3 separate regions of the Mus musculus genome follow, and regions 2 and 3 are each linked to region 1. A link is a contact called in public promoter capture Hi-C data. All regions are on one chromosome and are shown on one strand. Each heading gives the region's core, a stretch centred on a gene start, on an enhancer-like site or on the middle of the called end of the contact. The rest is flanking DNA. Distances are from core to core; before and after follow the strand shown. Region 1 holds the start of Rnaseh1 (ribonuclease H1). Region 2 holds the start of Cpsf3 (cleavage and polyadenylation specificity factor 3). Region 3 holds the start of Iah1 (isoamyl acetate-hydrolyzing esterase 1 homolog).

Region 1 (2,819 bases), core at 192-2,691:
TTGTAGACCAGGCTGGCCTGGAATTCAGAGATGCACATGTCTCTGCCTCCCAGCCTCCTGAGTGCGGGGATTTAAAGGCTTGTGCCACTATGCCTGGCCCAGTGTCTTTTCTAGAGCAGGAGTTTTTAACTGAATGAAGTTTAACATACAAGGACTTTTCATGGATTATAGGTTTGGTGTTGTATGGTGAGTCAAAGGGATCTGCTGTCAATTCCTTGGGACAAAGGTCACACCTCAATTTGGTTTCATTTTACATGTTAAGACCTGACAGCCCATTCTGCTAAATGCCATCCAATCCAAATAGCATACTAATACCACAAGGTCTTCCACAACTCCAGCACATACTAAAATTTTGTTATCTTTAAGACTCAATCACAGAAAAAGGGTTGGCAGTGGATATATTTCTTCCTTAGTACTGTCTCAGCTGTGCCTAGGGAAACATCCAGGTCACAGGGACAACAAACCTTGATATTAGAAGTTAGCTGTCATATACTCCCAAACCTGGACTTAAGCCCCGATTCTGCCTCTCATTTGACCTGGGAACTGCCACAGTACCGGTGAAACTGAAAACTTCATCTTGCCTCCAAGGGCTGCGACATGGATCCAAAGGCAAAGACCAGCTTCTGGCTTGAGACTCTCCACCTCTCCCCCTCCCTCATCTCTTCCACAGCCCATGCTGGCCTCTAACTTGTAGTGATCCTCCTGCCTCCACCTCAACAGTGCTGGAATTACAAACATGTGACAACACATCTCACCACGATTTTCCTTCTTAAAAACAGTCGGGGATGAGGATGTAGCTCAGCTGCTGGCCTAGTATGCACAAGCCCTGGGTTCAAACACCTGCAGTACACAAATTGAGCATAACGGTGCCTATCTGAAATCCCTGCGTTTGGTTAGTGAAGGCAGAAAGACCAGAAGTTCAATTTGGCACATAATCGGCTCGAGAAAAGTCACCCAGTAGGTATGAAAAATGTTTAAAAGATGAAAACACGAGGAAGTTGGGCGTGGTGGCCCAAACCAATGAGCTCAGCAGTCTGGACTACATGAGGTCCTGTGTCAAAAAACAAAACACCCACACACAGGAACGATCAGAACGTGGGAAGCCTTGTGTAAATTCTGGCTGCGGTGACCATGTGTTCTCTTTGGGAGGATTTGACTACAACACGGAAGGGCTAAACGAGCTGTTAGGTGTTTAGAATAAAGGGCTCCGCCAGGCTCCGTCTCACCAACTCAGGAAGACTCCGGTCCTGCGGCCTCTCCTCACCGCATAGAACATCCCGAGCCCGCAAATGCCTCGCCTCAGGCGTACGACGGCCAGTGTCACTGTGCGGGACAGCGGCAGCAGCCAGCGCATCACTCACGCCAGCGCGGCAACCCACATTGCTGCCCGCGAGCCTCCCGCCGGCGAGCCGACACACTTCCGGCTCAGGAAGGTGACGTCGCGAGGCGCCCGTCGCGGAGAGGGGCGGGGCCGAGGATTGTGTCTTCGGTTTCTTAGACGTCGGTGGAGACGTTCGGCCTGGAGACAGAGGTGTTTCCCAGCTGCCGAGTGCCTAGTCCAATCCCAGCACAGCAAAACTGATTTGGAAGCGAGAGGAAGAGGGGAAAGAAGGAATGAGAGGATGATGGCCGAATGAGGGAATAGATGTGAAGACAATGAGCCCCTGTAAAACTACATCCCATATTCTAGGATGCCCAACTCTGCAGAATAGGGTTCCCCTCCCCTTTGCCAGCAATGAATGAGAAGATGTCATGAATACATAACAACACTCTGGCCATATAATTCTGGACTACATAGAATGAAGCAAGTCACTGTTGCAAACTGGGGAATCGTTTTTATAACCCAAAATCAACTAAAATTTTAAAATCTACTCCTTAGGGACTACCAAGGCGACTTTGAAAGTGAAGGCACTTGCCACCAAGCTTAACAACTCTCCCACAAGTTGTCCTCTGACCTTCGCACATATGCACCAATGATAATGCACGCACACACCAACACATAGATGCAATTTTAAAGTAATAAATGTATATTCCTTGAAGTCATGAGTATGAAAAGTTTTTCTAAATATAAAGAAAAAATAGGGAAGGGAAAATTTCCCTTTAATGGTTGTCTCTGATTGTTTGCCCTTCAGCCAGCTGTCGGTGTGGTTTGTAGAATGTAAAGCAACTCTACCCTTCTCTTTCCTTTAGAAATCAGTTGTTTATTTATGTATTACTTTAGTTCATGTGTATGAGTGTTTCGCTTGCATCTATGTTTGTGCCACAGACATACTTTCTGCCCACAGAGGTCAGGAAATGGCATTGGCTCCCCTGGGATTGGAACTCAAGCCTTTGCAAAAGCAGCCACTATTCTTAATGAGTGAGCCATCTCTCCAGCGCCACCAGAGTTTTTGTTTGTTTGTTTGTTTTTTAATATTTGAAGCCAGACATGGTGCCTCAAACCTATTATCCCAGTACTGTGTAGACTACAGCAAGAGGATTACTGCAAGTTCAAGGGCAGTCTTGGCTACACGATGAATCCTGGCACTGGAGATTGAAATTAGGGTCTCACATATATTGGGCATAGGCCCTGCCAGAACTTCCTCTCATCCCTTCTTTTTATTTCTATGTAGCAAGTATTAATGTCTATCAACTCAAATAAAACCTCAAAATACCAACAATATTCTAAAGTTTAAAAAAGGGGGTAAGAAAGAAAAAAAAAGAAAAAAAAAAAAAACAAAAGAAGGGGGTATGGATATATCCAGTGTCTCGGAAACCGGGTGTGGTGGTACTTGCCTGTCATCCCAGACTGAGGAGTCAGGGATAAGGAGACCAATAGT
Region 2 (2,819 bases), core at 190-2,689, 7.4 Mb after region 1:
AAATCAGAACCTTTTGTGTGCGCCTGGAACATTATGGTTCCAATACTGTCTTTAATTTTTTCCAACTCTTTAAGCCTTAGCTCGAATGTCAATCACATTTCCAGAATGCGTGAGATCTGTCAGAAGAGTTTCCAACTGTTTTGAGACTCAGCACAGTGCTGACCTATACTCCTGAAACAGATGTCAAAATGAGCACTGAGCACGGTCACTGGTATCACTGCACTGCCCAAGAGCAAGCACTCCTCACAGTGAGTGCTTTTTTCCACATGAGGAAGTGGGTTCATTGAGGCTACTTCCGTATTAAACAGGAAGACTGGGTTTCAGGTCTGACACCAACGTAGCTGTCTATTTTCACAAACTCATTCCAGCACTCCCCACTTTACAATTTCACCAAAGGCGTGAAATCAATGAACTCAGCCCATGCCTGGTGATTTTGTTTGATATTTGCTTAGTGTATATAGGGAGATGACAGCATCACTTGGGTACATTCATTGGTAAGTGCTCAGTAAATCTTACTTTATGAGTGGGTAAAGGAGATAGTTTCCGGCCTTTGAAAATGTACACATTCATGTGGTGCCAAATAGTGTCTCATGCTGAACAACAACCACGTGTATTGGATGAGTCTCACCGCTCATCCAGTACGTTCTGCACCTTTAAATGTGTGAGGCAATTCTCTACAAAATATTCCAGAACGCCATTTCCACTAAAACCAATCTTTTATGGTGATTTAGCTCTTAATTTCTCGCGGAAACGCCTCAGCTTTCCCCTCTCCAATTTCCTCCTACCTTCTGCTAAGGTCTGAGCTCTCAAAGTACATACACCACGTCTTTAATTTCCCCGCCCATCTGAGCACGTGTAGGGTCCTGGAAAGGAGGCAGATGCAGTTCTTCCTTGCAGTGTCCTCTATCTGTCGGTTCCCTCAAGGCTTGCTCTGATGTACGAGATCCAGACTTGTGTTAATTGGCAACCCTTTCTTTATGAAAACACCCAATGACCTGGATTTTTTTTCCCCAAAATACCCTCCCCGAGACTGAAGGAAAAATGACATTCAACCTAGATAGCCCATCGATCAATGTTCTCCAAATCCCTTGAACCTGAGAGGCTGGACCCGCAGCTGCCTCCGCGGGGGTCCCTCCAGGCTCTCACACATACGGGGAGGGGGGCTCGCTCCCTCTCTAGCGCATCCCTTACAGGGGTCGGATCAGCAGCTGGTCGCTCTCCTCTGCAGGAATCGCAGACATCCTGGCAGTCTCAGGAGCAGCGTGGACCACGAACTCGTCGCCGCAGTCTCTAAATTCAAAGCACAGCTACTGCAAACCAAAGAAGAAAAAACCCCCACCACCAACACACAACTTCCGGCGCTCTAGCGTTCCCGGAGCTAGATTCGGCCCTCCAACTTCCGGTTCGAGAACGAGGTTCTTTAGGTTCCCGGAGGTGCGGTTAAGGAACTGGAGGCGCGGCCTAAAGACTGCGCCTGCGCATGATAGGGGCGTGGCCCAGCGGACCAGGGCAGGAAAACTGGCAAAGCCGGAGCTGGAATACGAACTGGAATAACCTACCGGCCGCCGCCGCTGGACCATCCCACACCCCGCGAGACCGGGGCGACCGGGGAACGAGCCGAGGAGGCGAGGTGAGAACCGGGCCTCGCCTCAGCCGGGCCAGAGGGTGCGGGTGTGTGGGGAGTACCCCGCAGCCCGCCGTCCTCCCATTCCCTCCACGTCCCGAGGCTGAGGCACCGACAGAGTGCAAACCGGGGAAAGGAAGAGGAGCTCGGCGCCCGGTCAGGGAGGGACCCGCGTTCCCGTGACAGGTCTACCGCCTGCCTCCCCGGGGACCAGGCTCCGCAAGACCCTGAGGCCTCCCTCTGCTTGTTGCTGCACCCAGGTGGGGTTGGAGTTAGCTGTCTACATCCTCACTTGTGCGAGGCATGTGTGCAGAGCTTTGGAAGCCTGATCTTGTCGGGGTCCCCAAGTAAACTTTGTGATGTGGGACAAGTTATTGAATCTCTGGCTTGGTTGACTCACGTGAATGCAGCTGGGCGTTCTCACTGCTCGGAAGGCTCCGATGACCCTAGGGACCGGCTGCTCCAGATGGGCCAGAGTGAGGGCTAGCGGTTTCTGGAGCATCTTGGCGACGTTATTGGATATCACCTCCTAGGGCAATTGTCAGAACCCTGTAACGAGTCCTCTTCCGCTATACTGTCTATCTACTGAGAACCAATTCAGCCTCGCCTTGCACTAGTTAGTTGAGGGAGTGGGAGTTTAAAGAAGAAGATGACATTTTAATGCTGTGATCTGATGTCTTTTAGTCCAACCTGAAAGTCCAAGGAAGGCTTTCTTTAAAAGGCCCGAAATAAGTTGTGCGAGGCAAGTAGTTGCCAAGGAACTTACAAAATGAGAGTTCTGTGGGAGGGAAAGTTAGATAGTATAAGAACATACAGGAGCTTAGAACCGCTCAGAACCAAAGTGGCTTTGCGTTCCTGAGAGATGTGTAGCTCATTGTTGAAGACAAGCTTGAGAGAGAGTGGTTGGAGAGCCCTGGGTGGGTTCTTGCTGGAGGGATTTGACCTTCCTTAGTCAAATCTTAGTAGTCAAATCTTAGTAGGACACCGGTGAACAACGGCCTAATAATACTGAGCTCTGATCTGTGTTTGAAAGAAATCATTGTTATCTTCTTTTCCTCCTCCTCCTCCTCCTCCTCCTTCTTTTTTTTTTTTAAAGATTTATTTATTATTATATGTAAGTACACCGTAGCTGTCTTCAGATGCACCAGAAGAGGGCGCCAGACCTCATCACGGGTGGTTGTGAGCCACCATGTGG
Region 3 (2,819 bases), core at 175-2,674, 7.3 Mb after region 1:
CTGTGAACCTTATGGGAACGCTCACCCTGCCCAGACTCCTCATGTCCCTCAATGAGATATGAATTCCATACAAGGGTCTAATTCTATACATTTTAGTGGTGACTCAAGGTACATCTAAAATGGACTTTCCGATAGACGTTAACCAAACGGGTACAGAACGTTAGGAACCCACTAACAGGCTGGTTTGAAAGGTTCCAGGAAGGCAGAGCAGCCAATACAAGTGCTGCTGGTTCCCATGTGGTAGAAACTCGATTTTGTTGAACCTGAATTCCTTTCCTTTAACATGTATCCAGGAGGGGAAAGCTAGCAGATAAAAGCCTCCACCATTCACTCTGACTATGCTTCCCACCAGAAAGTAGCCAAGTACAATCTAGGAACTGTTCTTACCTGACTAGTCTGTCAGCCAGCAACGAGCCCCATCCACCCTGCTGGAAAGAAAACTGAAGAAAGAAGTCTGTTACTACCCACACAGCTATACACTATGGCATGGTGGTGGGCCAGGCCTGTTAGATGCAGACTCCGTTTAGACACTCCCAGGCTTCTTTCTTGCCTTCCTTGCTTGGGAAGGTATTTTGAGAATTACTGTGGCTTCACTTGGAAACTCTCTGGACATGAGAGGGTTTTACTGTGACCTAACATTAGAGACATTCGTTATCTGAACAGCAGAAAGCTCAACTATGTTGAGTCAGCTGACATAATGTTATCCCATTTCTCCACAGCTGAAAACTAAGGAAGCCTATGCTCTATTGATTTCCCTGACAGTCATGGCAATCCTCCAGCAGTATTGCGCCATCTCGCCCACTCACAAAAACTTAATGCCCAATATCTAAAAACAATGTTGCCAATTACTAGGGAAAGCCAAGCCCGCGTACGAGTAAATTGTGGAGAAGCGTCTTTTTTTGTTTTGTTTTGTTTTTTAATCTCCCTGAAGGAAGGCATCTTGAAGAATTTCCTCAATCGGGAACTATATGTTTTCAGATAGGGTTACTTTTTCATGCTGTTGAAAGCATTGTTTTCAAAAACCACTTGGTACTGGACCTAAGCCGCTTGAGGAAGAGAGGAGTGAACTAGTCGGTTCAAAGTTCAAAGTAGCTTCGGTGAAGAACCCGCAGGAGGTTGCAACCAAGCGAAGGCGGACCCTTTAAGCTCCCGTGCACCCCGACGCGCACCGGGCCATCCAGAGTCCGGGGGAGTCGGGCAGCTCGGGATCCGTACCGGCTCGCGGAGCACGGTGGGGTGGGGGAGAACCGCGCCTGGACTGCTCCGACACGCACGCGGATGCAGCCGAGGGTGCGGCGGGTACCTGCGTGATGGAGTCCCCGAAGAGCAACACGCGAGGCCAGAGCAGAGCGCTCCCGCTAGCAGCTCGCTCGCACAGCGACATGGTAGAAAGCCCAAAACCCCGCAGGGCTGCGCCGGATGTGGAGGAGCCTCGCGCCGTGGGCGGAGCTAGCTGCGGGCGGGGCTAGCCGTGGGCGGGGTGAGCCCCAGATCAAACCTCTTTGCACTCAGGTCTCCTGAAGCGAGTGTCCCCGGCCGGGTGAGTCCTGCCACCGGTTCACCCCAACCCCGCCTCTCCGAGACTGGGGATAGCTGTGGTGCTTGGAAATCTCGTTTTTAGCAGGAGCACTCGTCCATTTTTGGCCATGCCCAAGTGGAGGATTTCCTCTTCCAGTACTGGACTTGATGGGCACAGTAAAAGATAGAGGTGTCTAGGGACCCTCACTGTAGACCGCCTGACTTCACGGTATCACATGCCCCAGCTATTAAAAGGAAATTTCTAGTTTTATGTAATAAATTTTTGTATGTTATGGGGGCCCTAGGCTTTTGGTATAGGCCAAAAACATGGGAATTTGGCTGTTTTATAGAAATTTCATTTTAAGGAAGTCAGATTTACACTGTTAGCAAAGCACCGGAGCGTTTACACACCCAAGAGGGTAGGTAGACAAGACAGGCTACATGGGCGAAGTTCTTTGCCTTGATAGTGTGCTCTGAAGGAGAAGCACTCCCTTGAGAAGGGTGACAATCCCAGCAAGGAACTGAAGTGTTGCTATTTTACATAGATAGCAAACCTGGCCTCCAGGTTCTTTCAGCATCGCTGCTCAGCCCCTACCTGGTACCCTGCCCCCAACCCTGGACTGTCCAGCACAGGGGCTGGACTCTTCTGTAGTAGTCAATGAACTTTTTTTTTTAAGATTTGTTTATGTATATGAGTACGCTGTTCAGATGGTTGTGATTGTTGGGAATTGAATTTAGGACCTCTGCTTGCTCTGGTCCAGCCCCAAGACTTATTTATTACTATATGTAAGTACACTGTAGCCATCTTCAGACAGCAGATCTCATAACGGGTGGTTGTGAGCCACCATGTGGTTGCTGGGATTTGAACTCAGACCTTCAGAAGAGCAGTCAGTGGTCTTACCCGCTGAGCCATCTTGACAGCCCTGGGACCAGTGAACTTGATGGCCCAACAAACCTGCGTTTTTTATGTACTTGAATCTGGCTTGAACTGACTAATTTTAACATCAGAGAAACATCACTGAGCTCCACCCACTTTCTCCTTGGTCTGAATTTTATGTCCTTTAGAAAACCAGACTAATGAACTAACTCACACTACATCTGAGGCATAAAACCCCATCTCTGAATTGAACATGTAGATCCCATAACAGATGAGTCCTAAAAGTGGTGGTTTTAGAATCATAAGCCAAGGAATTGGGTAAGGGTGTGGAGAACAGGGGTTTCAAAGCTGTGGCACAACATTTGCATTCAACTCAAAACTCAGATTTGCCAGTACAGACCAGAGGAAGACAGACGGAGAGCTG

The links. Promoter capture Hi-C pulls out the DNA fragments that hold promoters and counts their contacts.
Region 2: a contact with region 1 is called in a promoter capture Hi-C map of pre-B cells, with 3 times the contacts expected there. The contact joins the promoter of Cpsf3 here to the promoter of Rnaseh1 in region 1. A contact is called at or near these places in 2 of 39 promoter capture datasets (hematopoietic stem and progenitor cells and pre-B cells).
Region 3: a promoter capture Hi-C map of pre-B cells shows a contact between it and region 1. The contact joins the promoter of Iah1 here to the promoter of Rnaseh1 in region 1. A contact is called at or near these places in 1 of 39 promoter capture datasets (pre-B cells) and 1 of 484 Hi-C or Micro-C datasets (CD4 T cells).

What each region holds. Positions count from the first base shown.
Region 1 is chr12:28,648,224-28,651,042 of GRCm38.p6, reverse strand. Rnaseh1 (ribonuclease H1) reads right to left here and starts at 1,441. Exons shown (of 8, transcript NM_011275.3): 1 at 1,227-1,441. The coding sequence starts at 1,354.
Region 2 is chr12:21,284,917-21,287,735 of GRCm38.p6, reverse strand. It overlaps Cpsf3 (cleavage and polyadenylation specificity factor 3), which reads right to left and starts at 1,439. Exons shown (of 18, transcript NM_018813.3): 1 at 1,192-1,439. The coding sequence starts at 1,241. Itgb1bp1 (integrin beta 1 binding protein 1) reads left to right here and starts at 1,452. Exons shown (of 7, transcript NM_008403.5): 1 at 1,452-1,630.
Region 3 is chr12:21,314,997-21,317,815 of GRCm38.p6, reverse strand. Iah1 (isoamyl acetate-hydrolyzing esterase 1 homolog) reads right to left here and starts at 1,424. Exons shown (of 6, transcript NM_026347.3): 1 at 1,304-1,424; 2 at 388-440. The coding sequence starts at 1,384. It overlaps Cpsf3 (cleavage and polyadenylation specificity factor 3), which reads right to left. Exons shown (of 18, transcript NM_018813.3): 18 at 2,760-2,819.